Linked DNA regions of Mus musculus: all the other regions are linked to region 1. The links are chromatin contacts, called in public HiChIP or PLAC-seq maps. All regions are on one chromosome and are shown on one strand. Each heading gives the region's core, a stretch centred on a gene start, on an enhancer-like site or on the middle of the called end of the contact. The rest is flanking DNA. Distances are from core to core; before and after follow the strand shown.

Region 1 (2,762 bases), core at 61-2,560:
ATGTATATGTGTGTGTGTGCTCACACACATGCATCATTTAAAATAATTAACATAATAAGAAATATTAATTATCCTATATGGGAGGGACTATACATTTGTACAACATTATCAAGCATGTACATTACCTATATAACCATGTACATGTGTGTGTGTATATGTGTGTGTGTGTGTGTGTGTGTGTGTGTGTGTTTGTGTATGTGTGTGTACCAGAGCCTTATCTGTTTCCTGAAGTGGCCAGAAGAGGGCATCAGGTCACTCAGAACTGCAGTTATAGACAGTTGTGAGCTGCCATGTTGGTGCTGAGAAGGTAATCTGGGTCTATGCAAGAGTAGTAGTAAATGCTCTTGACGCTGGGGTGGTCTCTCCAGCACAGAAGTATTTTAAATAGTATATTTGCACTGTCTTGGCATTTAGTGCTCATGACTCTGAGATAAAATTCAGAGCTCTTCAGCTTAAGCTGGGCTAATTTTAGGCACCGTACATTGGCCACAGTTTCTCCTTAGATTCAACATTTCTAGGCTGCTTCTCTAGTTTCATTTCAATTTTAATATTATGTCCTACTTCCATCTACCTTGTGACAAAGTTACAAATGAACCACCCATGATACCTTAACATCTTTAAGCCGATTTCTGACTTTTATGGTTACTAGACTGAAGGATTTTTAAAAATAGTAACATTTCTTTTTGTGTGTGCGATATTCTTGAAATTTCAGCTTTTCTTTATATCGTGACCAGTTCCTAGAGTCACCCTCTTCTGTAAGTCAGATGCCAACCCTGTGGCTGGCAATACACTTCCCGATTCTGCATTTCAATTGCTCCATTATAACTCCACATGCTGCCTCTTTGTCCTAATGCACACACATTTCAAGAGGCTTAAATGAGAGATGACAGTCCAAACAATATATCTTAGACAGGAAGGAATTTGCAATTATTTCAGAAAACCACGCCAAAACATTGTCACATTAGAGTATCTAGGGTGACAAATTCAATAAAGCCCCTTCGGAGAAACACATTTTGTTAGAAAGTTCCTCTATAAGTCGGTCCAGGTGACTTCCTTTTACACAGACAGGATTATTTTCAAAATAATGGAGGAAAGGGAGAAAAAAATAAAAGAGAGAAACTCAAACTCTTTCCCGGTAGCGATCTCCTCTGGAGCCATCTGGGAAGGGAGTTTTGCTTGGTCACAAGTGACTAGTCCATGATTTTGAAAGGAGTGATTCATCCTCCTTTGAAACAGGAGATAAGTGGGGGAAAGAGCCGTTTAAAAATGACTTTACAACTGTTTCCTTCGGAGCTATGACTTCTTTAGCTGGAATGCGATCCAGAACAGTTTCCCTTTGAGCCTCACATTTGCCTCGCGGGGTTTTCTTGTCTCTCCTTCCCCCACGCCCTTCTCACTTCTTCTCTCCCTGTCTCCCAACAGATTTACACTGACTGGGCCAACCACTACCTGGCAAAATCCGGCCACAAGCGGCTGATCAAGGACTTGCAGCAGGACATTGCGGACGGGGTCCTTCTGGCAGACATCATCCAGATCATTGGTGAGACCTGCTCTCTTAAACTCGGAGAGGCTCTGCTCACAGCTCTTAGGCTACATTGTAGTTTAGGAAGAACGGACACAGAACTGTTCCATGTGTCCTGGAGTGCTGTGAGTGTAGCTATCTCCATTGTAATGAAATGCGTTTATGAGAGACTGAAAGGGATATTCTGGCCGTACTTTGAAATAGTTGGAACAGTGTTCTTTACACATATAGCATTGTCAGAAATGAAAGGTTCGTTAAACCATGTGCCTCCCATGTGTGTGCATTTTGTTAACCAGAGTAACTCATTCACTGAGACTCCTTGAAACTGGGTCTTGGTCCAGCAGGGATAATTGTGAAAGGTCTCATGTCAGGAGTCATTTGGCACAGACTGGAAGGAAAACCAGCAACGACTTCCTTTTTTTTTTTTTTTTTTTTTTTCCTTTGCTTGAATTGTCCACATAGAATTGTTGGCTGAGAGCAAGTGTGTTCTCCTCTCCTGTCCATGTGCTTAGGAGACTGAATAGGGGGGTATTTCTGTTTGGTTATTTATTTATTTATTTATTTTAAGATCTCCCTTCTCTGTGTTTCACTTCATTGCTTAAGCATGTTGTCCTTTTCTCTCTCTTTTTATTTTATTTCTTGATCTTAGCAAATGAGAAAGTCGAAGATATCAATGGATGTCCGAGAAGTCAGTCTCAGATGGTAAGAGTCCGATTTATTCGGAATCTCAGCGCTGGGCGCCATTTTCAAAGTTAACTGCCTTTGCATGATGGCTTTCACATTTGTCTGTCTGCTGTCCTGCTTGCATGAGAAATCATCTGCTCCCAGGATTTCTGTGTGTCCACTGTCCGTGCAACAACCTCAGACTCTGAGGAACGCTGACTACCGCGTACCATGCCTGTAGGTGTGTTTTCTGACCTCTGACCTAGTTTTTCTCTTCTTCTCCTGTTTGTTCTGCTGTTCCTATAGTATGTAATTCTGTACACTGGGCTTTCTGTCAGTAAACTTAATTGCAAGTTTTAAGCAATAGAGTTTGCTGGGGCAACTATTTTTGGAATAGCACTTACCTTGTGCATTTTTCAAATATAAGCATAGTGTTTTGGGTGTTCTTCAGGACGGTCAGTGTACGCATATGAGATTGTGCCTCTGTTGGAAACAGCTCCGAAGGCTTGCTTGCTGTAGTCTATATGCTGAACAATATATGACACTGAGATAAGAGTCATAGTGTCTTTCAGAAACT
Region 2 (2,786 bases), core at 78-2,577, 580 kb before region 1:
GACCAAGCTGGCCTAGAACTCACAGAGCTGGGATTAAAGGAGTGCACCATCATGTCTGGTACATAAAATCACTCCGAGTAACATTCTGTATTCACATAGATCAGTGCCTTGCTCAGTCATCATCAGAGAAGCTTCCCCCTGCAGCAAATGGGGGAAAAAACACATCAGATTCACACACAGACATTATGCAGAGAGTGAGAGACCTTAGAACATTCATCTCTAAGGGTGTGCGGAGATGTAATTCCATCAAATCCCTCCCCTTCCACTTAAGTGTTTTTATGAGATTCCTGAGCACGTGAGCCAGTGGGTCTTTGTCTATACCTGTTTCTTGTGCCTATTCTTGGACTCTTTTTCTACTGTTTGTTTTTGTCCTATACTGTTGTAATAGTTTTTGTTTTACTTATCTTTATGTTATATTGTATCATTACCCATTAGAAGCCTATTTGTTTTCTAATGAGAGTCAGAAAGGGGGTGGATCTGGTTGGGAGGGGTTGCGATGAGAATTAGGAAGAGTAGAGGGAGGGGAAGCAGAAATCGGGACACATTATCTGTGGGGAAAATGATTTTCAAAAATAGGAAAAATGCTTTGAAAAGATGCTAAGGCTTTTTAAGCTGTGGGATGGCGCCAACCGAGACGAAAGACTTGAAATCTCAGAAGAATTGGGATTAAGTTTCTAGTAGACTGTGCCTTAAAAGTGTGGCAGTTCTGTGATTAAATAAGAATGATTCGTGCTTATGAATATGCATAAATATTTCTGAAAAGGCACACTTAAAATTATTGGCTGTCTGCACTGCGACAGAGACTGGGCCAGGAATGAAAGTCACTTGGCACTCCCTCTCCCTGCTTTCTATTTAAGAAAATATTAAAAATACATGAATTTATGACTTTTTAATAAATGGAAATAACCACATAAAACACTGCACATACAATAGGGAATGTAACAGGCTAAAACTGCTGAATTATAACTTCCAGTTGTAAAAAGGGTAGGAAAATGAGTGACTGGGCATGCTCACAGTTAGGGGAAGGAAGAGAGAGGCTCCTATGAGAGAAATCAGAAGAGAGGTTCAGTCATGATGCTTTACATTAAAGAAGGCTTTTGTTTTGTACAAATGAGGGTTGTAATTCTATAACTGAGTCATTTGCTGTCTGCTGGTGATTCATCACTTACTGGATTCTCTGGTTAAAATGTCAACAGCGCTTAGAATGAATTGCAGAGGTATCAAAAAAGTAAACGCAGCGTTTTGGGAAATCAGCAGACCATTCCTTTGTGACTAAGCCCTCTTGGGGTAGCATGGTCTCGCAGTCTCTCTGGGGATCAGTTTTCGTAGACAGGAGTGTGACGAGTACTCTGCTTTCTGAAGGCAAGGTCTGTTTGTGTTCTGTTCGTGGCTGCATAACCACAGCTCATTTAAAATGAGGATGTATCGCTCGAAGAAATGGACATTAGAGGAAACTTCCACATTAAGAGGCAAATATTTATACTTTATTTAATCATCTCATGCTATTCCCTGATTGGTTTCTTTTGCTAGGTTCCTTAAAGTCCTGCTGATCTTAGAGAGCTGGCTTTATTTTGATGAAATGATTTGAAAAAAAGCCCAATTATGTTATCTTTTGCTTTTTAGTTTCTCACAAGAACTTACTGTCACCTTTATTGTCCCTTAACCATGAAGGGATTGACTGGTGAGATCTCAACGTGGGAAACCTGAACATAAACTAGAAGATCATTTTGATGACCGAAACACATTGCCAATTTGTCTTTAACTCTGTTTGTGCATTGTTATCCTGTTATTCCTTCTTGTTTTCTAGAGCATTTACAAAATTAAGGAGATGATAGATTGATAGATTATGCAGAAATTGCTTTGAATTCTTAAAAAAAAAACAATTATGGTGCATGTAATCTATGTGGTGAGTTAAATGTTAACCACCCTCGAAATATTACCTCCATCTATATAACCTGTGAGACCTGTGAGCTGAGATCATCCTGGATTCCTCCATGTCCCCTAAATCTAACAGCATGGATATAGGGGAACACACAGACAAGAAAGCATTTTTGAAGCCGAAGGCAGGAACTAAAGTTGTACAGCCACAAGGTGTGGAGCCTCTGAACACCAGAACCCAGGAAAGACCAAGAGGGATTTTTGGCTAGTATCAAGAGCAGGGATTCTCAACTTATGGATCTTGGCCCTTTTGGTGGCCTTTTGGTGGCCGAATGGCTCTTTCACAGAGGTCACCTAGAAGCATCAGAAAACACAGATTTTTTTTTTTTTTTACATCATGATTCATAACAGTAGCAAAATTACAGTCATGAAAGAGCAACAAAAATGATTTTATGGTTGGGGGTCACCACAACCCGAGGAACTGTATTAAAAGGTCGCAGTGCTAGGAAGGTTGAGAACTACTATTTTGAAACATTATTCATACACTAACATAAAGATGGAATGATCTCACGGGCTGCCAACTGGAGACAATTTTTGCCTCCCTCTTTCCCACCCTCCTTCTCAAGAGGTATTTAGCAACGCTTGGAGACATTTTTTGTGGTGCCGAGCTAGGGAGGGGTGCTACTAACACCTAGTAAGAGGGCTAAAGATTCTGCTAAAGTTTCTTCAATGCTACGTGAAGCCCCGACTCAACTCAAAATCGCATCCGAGCTACTGTGGATGGTGCCATGGTTGAATCCTAGCACATTGGGATGCTTGGCAATACACAATGAAAACCTCAGCTGGGCTATGATTGTGTGAGCCAGCTAGTTTATCCCGGGCAGTAAACCTCTTGAAGCTTCAATTTT
Region 3 (3,096 bases), core at 483-2,982, 900 kb before region 1:
CTTCAGGATCCAGTTCCAGGCCAAGGGAGACTGCAGGTCATTGCTGCTCAGTTCTCTCTTCCCTCGCAGTCCATACTCAAATCTACACAGCTTCACAATTTCTTCCTGTCCGCTGGTGAGCTCTAGCTCTCTGCCTTTTGAGACTGCCCAGCCTGGTGACTTGACTCTCGACACAGCAGAAATGATGGCTGATCGGAATGGAGCTTGCTGGCAAGAGGCCTTCCAAAACCAGCCGTCTCTTCACCAAGCCGCTGGCTAATGGCAAACATATGAGCAAAGCCATATGCAGTCAGCCAAGCACAGCTGGACTGGCAAACCTTCCCAGTACAGCAGGGAGAGGGAGGGCTTAAGCCGTTGAACACCGGGGTGATTCAAGTGACTTCTAGCTGATACAAGGGGGAAGCCTTGCATTTAGAGCCAGATTGAAGATGGAGCTATAGGAACAATTTGTAGAATGCACCCAAACGTCACAGGACTATACCGTTCTCCCTGGGTGCCTGAGGCATTGGCTCCATGCCCCTATAGACACCAGCATCTATAGATGCTCAAGACCCTTTTGTAAGATCAGATGGATGTATGTCCTCCCAAGTGCCTCAGGTCGCCTTGAGCTTACCCACACCACCCAAAGCAAGACAGATGGTATGCGAATAAGTGTTATTCAGTATCATAGAGTAACAAGCAAGCCATCCGTCAGAGCATGATCCAGTCTTTCCTCCTTCCCTCTCTTCCTTCCTTGAACCAGGATCTCACTCTGTAGCCCCAGACTGCCCCAGAACTCACTGCAAGCCCAGGCTGACCTTAAACCAGTCCTGTCTTGACATCCTGAGGGCTGCGATTTCACCACCTCACCTGGCTCTAAATATGTCTTATCTGAGGTTGGTCACATCCACAGATATGAATTCCTGTGTTTGGAAGAATGGTATCTAATACTGGAAATACATGCTGGCTTGCTCTAGCTTGCATGGCTTTGTAACGATATGGCTCGGCTTCTGACTGAGTGAGTGAAAACCCTTCAGTGAAAAACAGCTTGCTCTTAACCCCCCCACCCCCCACCCCCAGCCATGTCCAGCTAGGATAGATGAAGCCACAGGACACCAAATGAGGACCGTGGCTACCATGCCTCATTCATCGTTCTTATCTGGTTGACTGCTTGTAGAGAGATGTGAAACACACAGGCTGACTGAGCAGTGTGCTGTCCTATCCTTGGTAACTCTCAAAAGCAAAAGCTAAGGGCATGAGGAATGCCTTACTAGACCAGCATTAGCTAAATTATGATTTTGAGAAGCAAGATCAGGTCAAGGCACCAGGGATCAAAATCCGATGTCTCTGACCTCTGTCTTCACAAGCTCCCTTCCTGGGAGTGGACAGCCCCATCTTGTCAGAATCAGTTCCAGACAGCAGCTCATCTCTAGAAGCTCCTGAGCTTGGAGCCTGGAGGGTCAGGTTTCCAGAAAGCCAGGCAAAGTCATCAATGTGCTGTGTGAGGGTGGAAATTCCATATGGTTTCTGACTTGTAAAAAAGTAAAATAATATTTTCAAAAGGCTCTATCTTCTCTATTTCAGCTTGTTTTCTCAAGGTATAACCTCTCCTTGTGGTTACTCTCTAAAGGGAAGTATTTTTAAAGGTCTCCTTTGGAAATAAAAAAAGTTACGTAAGTTAGACGTTTGAGCTGTGTCAGCAAGTATGTGCCGGGACCGCCTGCCAGCAGGCTGTGGGTCCTCAGTGGCTGCCTGCCTGCCTTCAGACCTGACTCAGAAGGGAGGTGGAGAAAGATTTGACAGTTTCATTTTATATGTGAATAATTTTGAAAATGTTTAACTAGGTTATAATAACCTTGGTTTTTATAAGCCAGGGATTAAGCCAATTCATTCCCCCATCACCCACCCTCCCCATCTCTAACTTTGAGACTGAAATGCTCTACAGTTAAAAGCAAGGACTTGGGATTCCAGATCTTTGCAGAATGGGGATAATGCTAGAGGGTTTGGGGAGAGTATGTCAGATTGGTAACAATAGATAATACTAGCACTGCATTTCACTAAATACAGAATATCCTTATACTTTGGAGTCGACGGTATGAGTCTTGTCTACGATGGCATAATATCCCCACCTTCAGGAATAACGCGTGCATAAAGGGTGATGGAGCCATTAGTTAAGACTATGGTCTTCCATTCCAACACCAATAATTCATTCATTTAATCTCCCTGAGCCTTCATGAATCATTTAGAATGTGGGATGGCAATCACACTAAGGTTTTGTCAGGACTGACTGACTCATGACTGAGTGTTCAGGACAATGAATAGACCCTGTAACAACGGTACAATAACCACAGTATGGGCCGCCCACGGGGCAGGGGTGTTCCAACAGTTGCTCAGAGCACCCTTGCCAACTTCCTGGCCCCCTTCTTGTCCCGCATCATGGCTCTTATTCTTTCTCTCCATGGAACGGTCCTTCAGCTACAATAGCAGCACGCCCAGGAGACCACATCCTCTCCCATTGCATCTGGGTTTGATTAGCCATCCTCTTCCCTTGCATCTGGATTTGATTAGCCATCCTCTCACTCTGCATCTAGATTTGATCAGTTTCTCAGGTCCCACCTCAACCTAGGACAGACACTTCTGTGTTTCAATATTATGTTTACTTTACCGACCCACCAATCTCACAAAAGCAACATTTGTTGTTCCCCTTTCCATGTTTTAACACACGCTTCCAGATTCCGGAAATCAAGTGGTAGAACCTCAGTCCAAAGTTCGTGCTGCCCACTGGTCCCTGGGAGGATGCTCAGAGAGAGAATCTTTCCATATTCTTAGGTATTGCATAGAGGGAGAGTAACCCTCAGACCCACTTTCATGGAACACTACAAAACAGCCCCATTTGAGTTTTCTCAATCAGCTCGAGTTATGGCATCACTTCTGTGTCTCGGGGACACTTCACAGTGAGGAATTACGCGAAGGTGCAGTCTGCCATACTTATCTTGGAGACAGCTGGATCAGTCACAGCCGAGAATAACCAACCCCAAAGGGGTCTATTTCCACCGATCAATCAGCTTGCTGCTGTTGTCCTGGGACGATCACTAACTCCTAAATTCTGCTTTTTGC

Evidence for each region. HiChIP or PLAC-seq counts read pairs in DNA pulled down with a chosen protein or histone mark.
Region 2: an H3K27ac HiChIP or PLAC-seq map of the NIH/3T3 cell line shows a contact between it and region 1, with 2.3 times the contacts expected there. The contact joins two enhancer-like sites. A contact is called at or near these places in 2 of 115 datasets of contacts at active chromatin or transcription factors (the NIH/3T3 cell line and embryonic basal ganglia) and 1 of 9 other capture datasets (pancreatic islet).
Region 3: a contact with region 1 is called in a CTCF HiChIP or PLAC-seq map of the NIH/3T3 cell line, with 5 read pairs. The contact joins two enhancer-like sites. A contact is called at or near these places in 1 of 39 promoter capture datasets (cranial neural crest) and 1 of 15 datasets of contacts at CTCF or cohesin (the NIH/3T3 cell line).

Annotation. Positions count from the first base shown.
Region 1 is chr10:109,902,524-109,905,285 of GRCm38.p6, reverse strand. Nav3 (neuron navigator 3) reads left to right here. Exons shown (of 38, transcript NM_001368815.1): 2 at 1,423-1,540; 3 at 2,172-2,224. Among named protein-coding and RNA genes, the nearest start is that of Nav3, 96 kb to the left of the region's middle. Within about 2 kb of position 1,310, at least 91 of the 459 cell types and tissues checked have an H3K27ac peak or open chromatin away from gene starts, as enhancers often do. A contact at or near this core is called in the NIH/3T3 cell line, where this site is marked.
Region 2 is chr10:110,483,467-110,486,252 of GRCm38.p6, reverse strand. No RefSeq gene overlaps it. Among named protein-coding and RNA genes, the nearest start is that of 9230102K24Rik, 120 kb to the left of the region's middle. Within about 2 kb of position 1,327, at least 33 of the 459 cell types and tissues checked have an H3K27ac peak or open chromatin away from gene starts, as enhancers often do. A contact at or near this core is called in the NIH/3T3 cell line, where this site is marked.
Region 3 is chr10:110,803,792-110,806,887 of GRCm38.p6, reverse strand. All of the region lies in intron 2 of 1700020G17Rik (RIKEN cDNA 1700020G17 gene), which reads left to right. Among named protein-coding and RNA genes, the nearest start is that of Gm36808, 6.8 kb to the right of the region's middle. Within about 2 kb of position 1,732, at least 78 of the 459 cell types and tissues checked have an H3K27ac peak or open chromatin away from gene starts, as enhancers often do. A contact at or near this core is called in the NIH/3T3 cell line, where this site is marked.